Linked DNA regions of Gossypium hirsutum: region 2 is linked to region 1. The links are chromatin contacts, called in public Hi-C maps. All regions are on one chromosome and are shown on one strand. Each heading gives the region's core, a stretch centred on a gene start, on an enhancer-like site or on the middle of the called end of the contact. The rest is flanking DNA. Distances are from core to core; before and after follow the strand shown. Region 1 holds the start of LOC107915038. Region 2 has its middle 11 kb from the start of LOC107901473.

Evidence for each region. A called contact is a pair of places that touch in the nucleus more often than the background predicts.
Region 2: a Hi-C map of leaf shows a contact between it and region 1, with 1.8 times the contacts expected there. The contact joins the enhancer-like site here to the promoter of LOC107915038 in region 1. A contact is called at or near these places in 2 of 34 Hi-C or Micro-C datasets (both in leaf).

The regions. Positions count from the first base shown.
Region 1 is chrD06:18,244,653-18,250,915 of Gossypium_hirsutum_v2.1, forward strand. It overlaps LOC107915038, which reads left to right and starts at 4,053. Exons shown (of 13, transcript XM_016844135.2): 1 at 4,053-4,803; 2 at 4,972-5,083; 3 at 5,184-5,245; 4 at 5,643-5,693; 5 at 5,807-5,833. The coding sequence starts at 4,984.
Region 2 is chrD06:18,400,429-18,406,691 of Gossypium_hirsutum_v2.1, forward strand. No RefSeq gene overlaps it. Among protein-coding and RNA genes, the nearest start is that of LOC107901473, 11 kb to the right of the region's middle. Within about 2 kb of position 3,218, at least 9 of the 9 cell types and tissues checked have an H3K27ac peak or open chromatin away from gene starts, as enhancers often do. A contact at or near this core is called in leaf, where this site is marked.

The DNA of each region.
Region 1 (6,263 bases), core at 2,803-5,302:
GCAGAAACATTGGTTTAGCTTTTAACTCAACCAAAATTGAACCATCATCTGAAAATGACAATCAGGTATTCATTACTCGTAAAGAAAACAGAGATTTTCTACTCAGAGCATCTGCAACCACGTTTGCTTTTCCCAGTTGATAATCAATAACCAAATCATAGTCTTTTAGCATTTCAAGCCACCGCCGTTGTCTTAGATTCAAATCTTTCTGTGACATCAAATACTTTAAGCTTTTGTGATCAGTGAATATGTGAAATTTGTCACCAAACAAGTAGTGTCACCAAATTTTCAAAGAAAATACAATAGCTGCTAATTCCAGATTATGTATCGGGTAATTCTTTTCATGTGGTTTTAGCTTTCTAGATGCATAAGCTATCACTTTACCTTCTTGTATCAATACACAACTTAAACCATTCAATGTTGCATCACTATATATTACAAATTACTTTCCCGATTCACGCTGAACCAGAACTGGTGCTTCGGTCAAAAGGCCTTTCAATCGATCAAAGCTTTGCTGGCATTTATCAGACCACTCAAATTTCACATCTTTCTGTAGTAACTTTGTCATCGGAGAAGTTATCATCGAAAACTCTTGTACAAATCTTCAATAGTAACCGGCTAATCCCAAAAAAATTCTAACTTCAGACACATTTTTCGATGTTTCCAATTAATAATTGTTGAAATTTTATTCGGATCCACCCTATTGCCTTCAGCAGATACTATATATCTAAGAAAACCAACTTCCTAAAGCCAGAATTCATAGTTACTAAATTTAGCATACAACTGTTTCTCACGAAGTGTTTGTAGAATAATTCTCAAATGGTCAGCATGCTCGGTTTCATCTCGGGAATATACCAGAATATCATCAATAAGTACCACCACAAATCTATCCAAATACAGTCTAAAAATTTTATTCATTAAATCCATAAATACCGTAGGTGCATTTGTTAAGCCAAATGGCATCACAAGAAATCATAATGTCCGTACCTGGTTTTGAATGTTGTTTTCGGCACATCTGAATCTTTTACTCGTAACTGATAGTAACCAGAACGAAGATCAATCTTTGAAAATACTATAACACCTTTCAACTGATCAATCAAGTGATTAATGCGGGGTAGTGGATACTTATTTTTAATTATAACTTTATTGAGTTGTCGGTAATCAATACACAATCTCAATGATCCATATTTTTTCTTGACAAACAAGACCAGCGCACCCCAAGGTGAGAAACTAGGTCTAGCAAAGCCTTTGTTAGTCAGTTCTTACAACTGCGCTTTTAACTTTTTTAATTCAGTAGAAGCCATTCTATAGGGTGCTATAGATATTGGTGTTGTCCCCAGAATAAGATTTATAGAGAATTCAACCTCTCTGACCGGCAGTAATCCAGGTAATTCTTTCGAAAACACATCAGGATACTCACAGACTACTATCACTGATTTAATCTTTGATTCAGATACTTTAGTATCCAATACATAAACAATGTAAGCATCATAACCTTTTCTGACATATTTCTATGCTGACATGACTGATATCACATTAGACAACCCATTCAAATTATTAGATTCAATTTAGTTACACGAACTTACCTCGACAATATTCGTGAACTTGTATACTACTAATCCGTTACTTTTTTTTACCTCGATCTAGTCCGTATTTTGTCTATCTGGATTTATACGAGTAACTTTAGCTCAATTTAATACAATTCATATTCAATTCAATTCAATTCACGTCCTAAGAAAAATTACCATTTTGTCCCTATACTTTTAATTAATGTCGATTTCGTCCCTGGCTCAGAAAATAAAATTCATGCAATTTAATCCTTATTCCAAGTCTAACCGATTTTTACATGTAACATTTGCAGCCCATGTAATTCATAAAATTCAAAATTTTTCCATAAATTTTACATCTTTCCAATTTAGTCCCTAAATCACAATTTCATCAAAATTTACTTTACAAAAGTTATGTATCTATCAACAACCTTTAGTTTTCTACCATAAATTTCATAATTCATGCATATTCATCCATGTAAAACTTTAATATCTTGATAAATTTACAAATTAATCCCCGAGATAGCTAGATTAAGCTATTATGATCTCGAAAATATAAAAATTACTAAAAACGGGACAAAATTACTTACCCAATTAAGCCAAGTAAGCTTGCTTGAATTATTTTCTCTTAGCTAGGGTTTCCATGTAAAATAATTTGGGAAAGATGATGAAAAGTATGATATTTTGTTATTTAATTATTTATCATCTTTTACTATTTCCACTTTCCACTTTCCAATTTCATCATTTCCTTTATTTAATTTTCCATGGATGAATCATCAAACTTATATACTAGCTCCTCTTAATGGTCTATTTGCCATAAGGACCTCCAATTTTGAATTCCATAGTTATTTGATACTTATAGTACTAGAACTCAACTTTCACATTTTATGCAATTTGGTCCTTTCCATCTAATTAAACATGAAATCGGTAAAATTTTCTTAACAATATTTTTATACGATATTTCTATCATATGGTAGACCATAAAATAATTTTAAAATAATTTTTTCTTACAGACTCGGATTTGTGGTCCCGAAACCACTATTCCGATTTCACTGAAAACAACCTGTTACACTCGCGGTATAGTACAGGTTGCACAAGTGAAATCCGTTTAGAAGTATGCTTTCTCTATTTGATGTTGATTAGAATAAGGTGTTTTAAACTTACTGCATTACTTCTATTTGAATTTGATTAGAATATAGTTTTACAAAGTTATAAATAGACGTAGTCGTCTTTCCTTTGGATCATTCGAATTCGACATAGTGAATTTTCTTCTCCTCTACCTGTGGTTTTTCCCCAAAAGGGTTTCCACATAAAATCTGTGTGTTCTATTTTTCTCTCTTTTATTTCCATTATCGACATTCTATTTTTACAAGAAGTAATCCTTTGTAGAAGTATTGTAAAAGGAATTGTTCAATAATGACATGTTATGGGCAACTTGCAGACATCTTTTTGAAGTGCTTTGTAACAACTCATTTTCGATGGTGTTGGGAATAGTGGCTTCAGGACTAAAATTTCGTGAGTAAATAAATATTATTTATTTAATATTTAAGAGGTTATTAGAGTTTCGTATTAGTGTTTGATCAAGTAATTTTAGTGATTGAATAGTTAATTAAGAAAAAATGACTAAATCGTAACAATCGTAAAAATTTGATTTCCATTGAATTTAGTTGTCTAGTGGCTTAATTAAATTTTGTTAAGGGATTTAAGTGGTATTTATAATATTTGGATGGTGAGTAATTATATTATAATGTTAAGTTAAAATTTTAAATAAATAAAAATTAGTTTAATAAAACAAAATAAGGGTCATCTTCCCCATCTTATTTTCTTCCACCTGAAACCACAAAAGAAACAAGAAGCCATAGTCATTTTCTTGAAGCATAATCGGCCCTTGCGTATGAGTACTCCTTAAGTCCATTGTTAGTAATTTTTATATTTTTAAGATTGTTGTAGCTTAATCTAGCTAATCTGAAGATTATTTCGTAAAACTGTTAAAAATTTTGAAACTTGCTATTAATGATTTTTAGATGTTGAAATTATATGGTAGATTTATAAGCTTGGTAGCTAAATAAGACCATTTTGTAAATAAATTTTTATTAGTTTTGAAACTAGGGACTAATATGAAAATATATTAATCTTAACATAACATTTTTGTAAATTTTAATATTCAAAGGCTGGTTAAGGATGAAATTATAATCGGTTTCAAGTATTGGGGTTTAAATATGAAAGTTATAATAGTTTTGATTATAGGGACTAAATTAAATAAAAAATTAAAAAAATAAACAAAACATGTATTTACAAATTAAAACATATATAGCTAAAAGGGAAACTATAAGAATATCAAAAAACGACAAAAAGAAAAAAGAAAAAAGAAAAAAGAAAAAAGGAAGAGTAAATGCAATCTAAGGGAATATGTAAAGCAAGGAACAAACATTATATAGGAAAATCATTTAGGAAGAACGTGGAGTTTAAAAAGGCCAGCATTGCGAATGGTGGAAATCTTGTGGTTGAGCGACATTGATAAGGGTGAATTTAGAGACAGCATCATCCTCCATTTCCAATTACTGTACTTCTTACTGCAACACCAAACCCTGTTAACTAAAAATACAATTAGGAACAAAGGCCACTGCACTCTGTGTAGTTGATAATGCTGCTGCTTAGCAACCTGAAACTCATTTCAGACCAACTGAGTTTTGTACGGTTTAATTTAGTATCTATACTCCGTTTTTTTTTTTAATTATTGATATATGTTATTTAAAAAAAAAAAAGAAAACGCTTTCTACAAGATGTTGTAAGACGCATTTTACTTTCTCTATCCTGAAAAGGACGAGGAGTTGTTAGAAGAAAGAATATTTTAATCCCCCTCTTTGCTACCACAGTCGATTGCCACCGTTGTACCACTGCTTCAATCCCCGCCGTTCCTTCATCCACCCGCTGCTGTTCCTATAATTATAAAATTAAATATCAATTATGTTTCAATTTAGTTGTGAAATTATAAAAATATAATTATTATTTTACCTAAAAGTAAATATCAGCTAAACATTTAATTATAAATATTCAATGCGATCGACTGTGACTTTGTGTACCAGGGAAGTCTTAGAAAAAAAAAATAAAAAAGGAAGAAAAACGTACGAAAACGATGCGTTTTAGGCGTCATCCTAACATTTAGCTTAAGCCAGCTTCAGCAGCAAACCCTAATTCTTTGTTTTCTCTGACTTTCTCTCTCCTCTCCAGTGATCGCACGCCTATTCAAACTCAGGTAGATGAATTCATTAAATTTTCATCTTTTTTTTTGTTTTTGAAATTATGAGATAATGTCTGAATCCATTGGTACATGTTTGTTATATTAGTTGTTCGCTTCTAATATTTGCCAATTACAATTTCTATTTCATGGCGTTTAAAAGTCTTTTTTTTTTCTTTCAATAAGGGTTATACAATAATGGAGTCCAATACAGAGAATAATGTGAAGCAACAACAACCAGCACAGAGGATACAAATATACCCTCCCACTACCACTGGAGTTTCCCCATTTTGGATAGGTGTCCAAATTACTCCCTTTTTGCTCACAATTCTTGGTCTGCATCGAGTCGATATTTGGTGTTTTAAGTTTTTTTTTATTTTTATTTTTTGTTTTTGCAGCTAAGTATGAAAGAGATGCTAAGAAGTACTGGGATCAATTCTACAGGCGGCATCAAGATAAAGCAAGTCCCTTTGCACTTTTCTTTAGTTATTTTTTCACCCTTTTCTTAGCTATTGCTACCATTGTTGTAATGCTGTGTTATTACTTCAATGCTCTACCACTACTCTGATCCAAAACCAGTTTTTTGACTGGTTGTTACAAGTTGCTTTTGATGACGTTTAATGCAATGATAATTGATATGTATAGCTTCTCAAGTACCTAACATCTAGGCTCGTAAGTTAGAAATTTGGTTTGGTCTTTGTAGTAGCTATAGTGCTGGTTGCCAAGTTTCTTTTTTGGGTCACTTCTACAAAAGCTGAAACTTCTATGGAACCACTGCCAAAAGTTTTATTTATTTATTTAGTTTTGCTATGATTACTTGTATTGATTATGACATTGCTCAATTCGTATTGTTTCAGTTTTTCAAAGATCGGCACTACTTGGACAAGGAATGGGATCAGTATTTCTCTGTGAGTCAAAGCTAACAGTTTTCTTCTCTTTACTATCGATTTTATAATTCTTCAAGATGATTTTTTTCATTAAATTTTAACTTTCCCCTCCCTTTGTTTACCTTTTTTCTCAGGGAAGTGGAAGAAAAGTAATTTTGGAGGTAAATCACCGATCGTTATCATTCACCTTAGTCCCCGTTCAGTATCTATGTGGCATACAAATTAGACTACCTACTATTTTCTTGAGTTACTTTTGCTATAGGTTTTCTGTTAATGCCAGCTTATTTGGAAATTAACTTGTTAACTGAGTTCGAGTAAATGAGAAACTGAGTTCGAGTAAATGAGAATTGTGCTAACTTTTCAGCTTTCCCTATGAGTTCTTATTTTATTTGCTTAAACAGGCTGGTAATCTTATTTGAGATGCCCCTATTTTTATTTGTGAATCATGTGACTAACCTCGTTCAATGTTTTATTCATATTGTTGGTCACTATTTATGGTAGCACTTTACACTTTTCCTTATAGTGTATGTTAAGTAGTGTCCTTGTTTGAGATTCTTAAATTCTCCTCACCTTTTATTGAGTTAACGTGAG
Region 2 (6,263 bases), core at 1,968-4,467, 150 kb after region 1:
TATTGAAAAATTTCAAATTGTATAACAAAAGTAATAAGAGACACTAAAGAGACGTAACTCATTTTCGAACTAAATCAAATCTGAACAATCATAAATTCCATAGGTTTATCAACACAAATGTACATACTAATATGTTTTTAGCCAAATACATTATTTAATTATAAAACCTACTATAGAAATATAAACCATAATACATTATTTAATTATCAACACAAATGTACATACTAATATGTTTTTAGCCAAATACATTATTTAATTATAAAACCTACTATAGAAATATAAAAAAGTCAATCAATATTCATTTTCATGAACAAATAAGATGTTTGAAACCATAAGTAACCCCATGGAACCAAAGCTTAAAATAAAATCATCTCAAATATTTAAACCATATATCAAATTAATTTAATATCTAAATATGCTATTATTGAGAAAAAGTGTAAAGATAGAGATCTAATTAAGTTGATGTACCTTTCTTACTCAACGAAGTCTTGATGATTTTACCAACAAGTAAGCAAATTTAGACTCTAGTAGTAGACTTTGAATCCAATCAAAATTTATCAGTAACAAACTTTGAGAATGGATCTTATTTCACAATTTCATATAGATAGCTATATCAATTTCTTCACCATCCTTAATAACATAAAAATAAAATAAGTTAATCAAAATAATTATAATTCATCATGAATTAGCTAAAAATAATCAAATATGAAACTTAAATAAAAGAAACTTCCTGCGAAAATTTTGCATCTTGCCATCTAAGATCTTGGAAATCATGGAGAATAAATTTAATCGTCGATAAAAGGTTTTATCACTTTGAGCAAGAAAAATTTGATCCTCGATAAAAGGAAGTATCATTTTGAGCAAGATCGTTCTGATAACGTGTTATAAAATAAAGAGAGATAGAGAGAGTAAAGAACAAATAAAATATGAGAAGCAAATAGAATGTATTTTATTTATCAATGGGATGATTATAATACTTCTTCAAAGTCTTTATTTATAGGCATAAGAAATATAAATGAAGTAGAGATCTAATTCTAATGACTATTAAAATTTAAAATACATCAAAACTTATATTGATCTTGATAGACATCCACTTAAAAAGATAATCATGACAATTTGGTAATTTTATTGACGAATGATAACTTTTCATACACTTTTTGATACATTATTGCCTACGCTATACATAATTTCTTCTCCCAATCCTTAAAGTAGAGAATATTACACGATTAAACTTGTTTGAGCTTACGTCCTCTAGGTTGTTGCAACAAAAACAATGCTAATTGAGTTAAGATTCAATCAAAAAAATTTCATACACTTTGACCTGCTAAAAATTTAATTTAATTACATATTATTTATTATAAATTATTTATACTAATTTTAACTAAATTAAAAAATATTCCATATTAATATTTATACTTAACCATTGATTAATAGATATGACAAAGAATACATGTTTAATGCTAGAGAGGGAATAATGCATCAAATATGGAATGCCAGAGTAATTAGATAAAAATTGCAATGTTTTTTTTTATTGGTAATCATATTGTCGAATATTTTCTTATACTATCATATTACATATGATGATTCAATTTTAAGTTTTGTTACTTTGTTTAGAGAATTTTTTTCTAAAATATTATTGATAGTTTTATAATAAGTAATATTCTGTTTATCTTATATTTAAACTTATATAATTGTGTAATTACAATTTATAGTGCCAAACATGATATAAAATATTACAATGTAATTACACCTAATCAGATAACAAAACACGTAAATTAGAATGCCTAATAATTATAAGAGGGTTTATACTATCCTACTAATTACTATTGAACACTATAGATTAATTAGATGAACGTGTGATTAGTAGATTGAACCTTAAACGAAGAAAAAAAAGTTTTCTAAGGCTTATTTTCCTCATTTATAAGATCAAAAATCGAAATTTTACTTAAAAGTGATAACAAACTTCTTATCCAACAACCTGTAGGGTGTAATCTACAAAGAAGTCCCAATAACAAATATATATTTTTTATCATCTTTGCAATTGCAACTTGAGATTAGGTGAAGACTAGTTTTTTTTTTTTTACATTGTTTGTCAAGGAAAGAGCTGAGATAGTAGAAGCAAGGAATAAGGACGTAACCACAGAAGGAGCTGGCAATCAAGAAACAACCACCAAGGACAATTAAGAATTACGTAGAAGCTTGAGAGAGAGAAAGGCACCCCAGGCCTTAATCAATTTTGTCTGCTTCTAAGGATCCTAGAGATTAAGCATATAAATAATAGAGAATGTAGAATGTGAAATCTATTTGTATTCCTTGGATATTTTTCAAACTTCTTAACCTACTATCTATTCTCCTTTCTATTCCTATATTCTCTTTTTCTGGTTACTGACACATAACATTTTGGTGCTTCCATCGAGATTGGACAATATGATGAATAACACTGAATCCATAAAAACTTTGCAGGAGACGAGTGCCTGTCATGATCAAATTTTGGTCACTCTCCAATCTCAGGTAGTGGATCAAAAGCAATGGAATGCGACCACTTAGCAAACCTTTCATGATGTAGTTCGCCAGTTAACGGTGATTCCTGCATAGTTGAGAGCTATGGAACCACTTTTTGTGATGGTGAAGGTACAATGGAAATCATGGTTAACTGGGGCAAGGCAAAGATAAGAGCCGAATCCAATGTTGTATTTCCCTTCTCACCAAAACCAGTTCAAGTAGAGTTACCCCTATTTAATGGGACAGACCTAGAAGAGTGGCTAGCATCCAAGAATGACTTCTTTGAGTTTACGGCACTAAAGACCACCATCAGGTAACCATGGTATCCTTCAAAATGGAAGGAACTGCCAAGAAATGGTTCTGTTGGATACAACGACAACGTCAGCTGGCGGGTTGGCACCATTTGTTCGGAGTGATTCAACAGCGTTCTAAGCTTATCCAAACAACAACAATGGAAGATTATCAAACACGTTTTGAAGACTTTTTCTTACGCACAACCAACCTATCTAATGAATTCCTTATACAATGTTTTGTGTCTAGGCTCTATTCGAATATAAAAAATGAGGTCCTGGGCTATCGATCCAATTCTATGAACGAAGTACTTGCTCTGGCCCACTTTCATGAAGCCAAATCTAACGAGACACGGAAATCATTGGATCAGGTACTGAGTCTAAAACTACCACCTCTATTATTAACACCCATTATGTTTCCTATTGGGCCTAAAGCACAACCCGAACGCCCACCTTCATCAGACCATCACACGATCTCTCCTAACCCTATGCAATATCAAGCACAACGAGAGAGTTTTGTGTTATTACTGTGATGCTAAATTCGTTCTGGGTCATAAATGTAAGGATCCTCAGTTATTTCTACTGGATGATGAACTTGAGGATGAGCACCTAGTTACGGTGATAAGGACGATGGTGAATGAGGGCAACGAACTAGAGGTTTCAGACGACACCGTGCAAAAATAATCTCTGGTCTCCTTCAATGCCCTTGTGGGCTGCTTAACTCCTAATACCTTTCGTGTTATGGGGGAGATTCAAGGCCATCAGGTACATATTTTGATTGACGGCAGTAGTACACATAACTTTATACAGTCTTGAGTAGCGAAACATTTAGGTTTGACGGTGACGACAATGTCAAATTTTAGTGTTTTGGTGGGTAACGAAGACAAGTTACAAAATAAGGGTTGTATGCATAATCTTAAACTACGAGTTCAAGGTACTGAATTGATGACAAACTTCTATGTGCTACCATTAGAAGCCAATAAAATGATTTTAGGGGTTGCTTGGATGGCCACTTTAGGGCTAGTAACTATGGATTTTTCTACGCTCCAGTTTTAATTCCGTCAAGTGGAAAAGGAATATCGCTAGAAAGGGGAAACAGGGTTGGCACATCAACCAATACAATTGCAATCCTTACGGTATTTGAAAGACACTAAGGCAGTGACTGCGTATTATTATTTGCAAATCGATACGAGACCAGCGATGGAAGGCACAGTTGAACCAGAGGATATGAAAAGTCTATTGGCTAAGTTCAAAATGGTTTTTGTTGCACCACACGGTTTACCCCCTGTTAGAGAAACCGACCATGCTATCCATCAACAACCTATGAGCAAACCGGTTGATGTCAGGCCATACAGATATCCCTATTTTCAAAAAGAGGAAGTTGAACATCAAGTTCAACACATGTTAGACCACCAATTGATTCGCAAGACTAATAGTCCATTTTCTTCTCCGGGGCTGTTGGTAAAGAAGAAGAATAGAACGTGGTGGTTTTGCATTGAGTACCGTGCCTTAAATGCAGTCATCATTAAGGATAATTTTTTTATTCCCATTGCCGAGGAGCTTTTTGATGAATTGGGTAATTCTCACTTCTTCTCCAAATTGGATTTAATTGCTAGATATCATCAGATTTGAGTCAAGGATGACGATGTCCCAAAAACAACGTTCCAAACACATGAAGAACATTACAAGTTCCTCGTAATGCCGTTTGGGTTAACCAATGCACCATCCACTTTTTAAGAAACAATGAACGATCTCTTCCGACCATTTCTACGTAAGTTTGTTTTAATTTTTCTGGATGACATTCTTGTTTATAGTTGGAATTGGCAGGAACACCTAAAACATGTATGATATGTGCTACAAAAGTTGCAAGAGAATGGTTTTGTCACAAAGCGCATCAAGTGTACATTCGGACGGGCCACAGTTGAATATCTGGGTTATATAGTCTCAAGATAGGAATTGGCAGTGGATCCCGTAAAGGTTGAGGCAATCCGAGCTTGGCTGGTACCTACCACGATCAAGGACATGCGGGGGTTTTTAGGCATTGCATCATACTATCTTAAATTTATTAAGGGATTTGCCACTATTGTAGCTCCTATATCTGATTTTCTTTGCAAAGGCCAATCATTTGAATGGACTGAAGCAGCTCAATATGCCATAGAACACTTGAAATCACGTCTTTGCTATGCTCAGCGCTTGGACTGTCGTAGTTTGATAAAGAATTTTAGATCAAAACCAACGCTTCTGGAACAGGGATAAGAGTGATTTTAACTTAAGAGGGTAAAGCATTAGCCTATTTTAGCTAGAAGCTTAGTCTACGAATGCAAGGTGCTTCCACTTACAACTGAGAAATGTTTTCCATTACCCAGACAGTGGGCAAGTGGCGTCAGTATCTTGTGGTTCATAAATTCATCATCATCATTGATCAGCAGTCGTTGAGGGAATTGAACCAGTAAACTATACAAACTCCGAAACAACAATGATGGTTGTTGAAATTAATCGGGTACGATTTTGAGATCCGTTACCGATCAGGGAAACTCAACAATGTTGCTGACACATTATCCAGGGATATCGAAGCATCTTTCATGGCTTTTTCTCGACCACTATTTGGTATCATTGATGATCTACGTGCAGCAAGTCAACAGGATACTGATATTCAAAACATTTGAACTAGCATTTGAGAGGGACAAACCGATTTTTCTGGGTATGAAGAGCAGGATGGTTTGATATTGGTGTGAGGGAGAATTTTGGTACCTTAGGAAGCTGCACTGAAATCACTGTTGTTACGAGAATGTCATAGTTCGATAATGGGTGGACATGCTGGTATTACACGTACCTTTTAGAGATTAGCTGCAAAATTTTATTGGAAAGGTATGCGGAAAGAGGTTCGACAGTTTGTCACTAAATGCCAAGTTTGCCAATGAATGAAAAGTTATAGCTTGGCCCCGACGGGACCTCTTCAACCCCTCCCCATTCCGAACCAGGTATTTGAAGACATTTCTTTAGACTTCATAGTGGGCTTGCTGAAATCTAAGGGGAAGGAGACTATCTTGGTACTTGTTGACTAGCTCACTAAGTACAGACATTTTTTTTGCACATCCGAAGCTTTTTGATAGTAAATATGTAGCCAAGGTCATGGTACAAGGGTTTGTGAAACTTCATGTGATACCGATAACAATTGTCAGTGATAGAGATCAGATTTTTTTAATGAAATGCGGACCGAAATAGCCAAGCTGCAAGGAACCGAGTTATGTTTAAGTTCAGCTTACCACCCACAGACTGATGGGAAAATTGAAGTTTTGAATCGATGTCTAGAGATGTATCTTCGTTGTATAGCAGGCGATGATTCGAGCATGTGGGAACAATACTTTGCATAGGCGGAGTACTGGTGCAGTACGACCTATCAGACATCAGCAGGGATGACCCCTTTTCGAGCTTTGTATGGACGTGACCCTCCCACCATCTTCAACTACT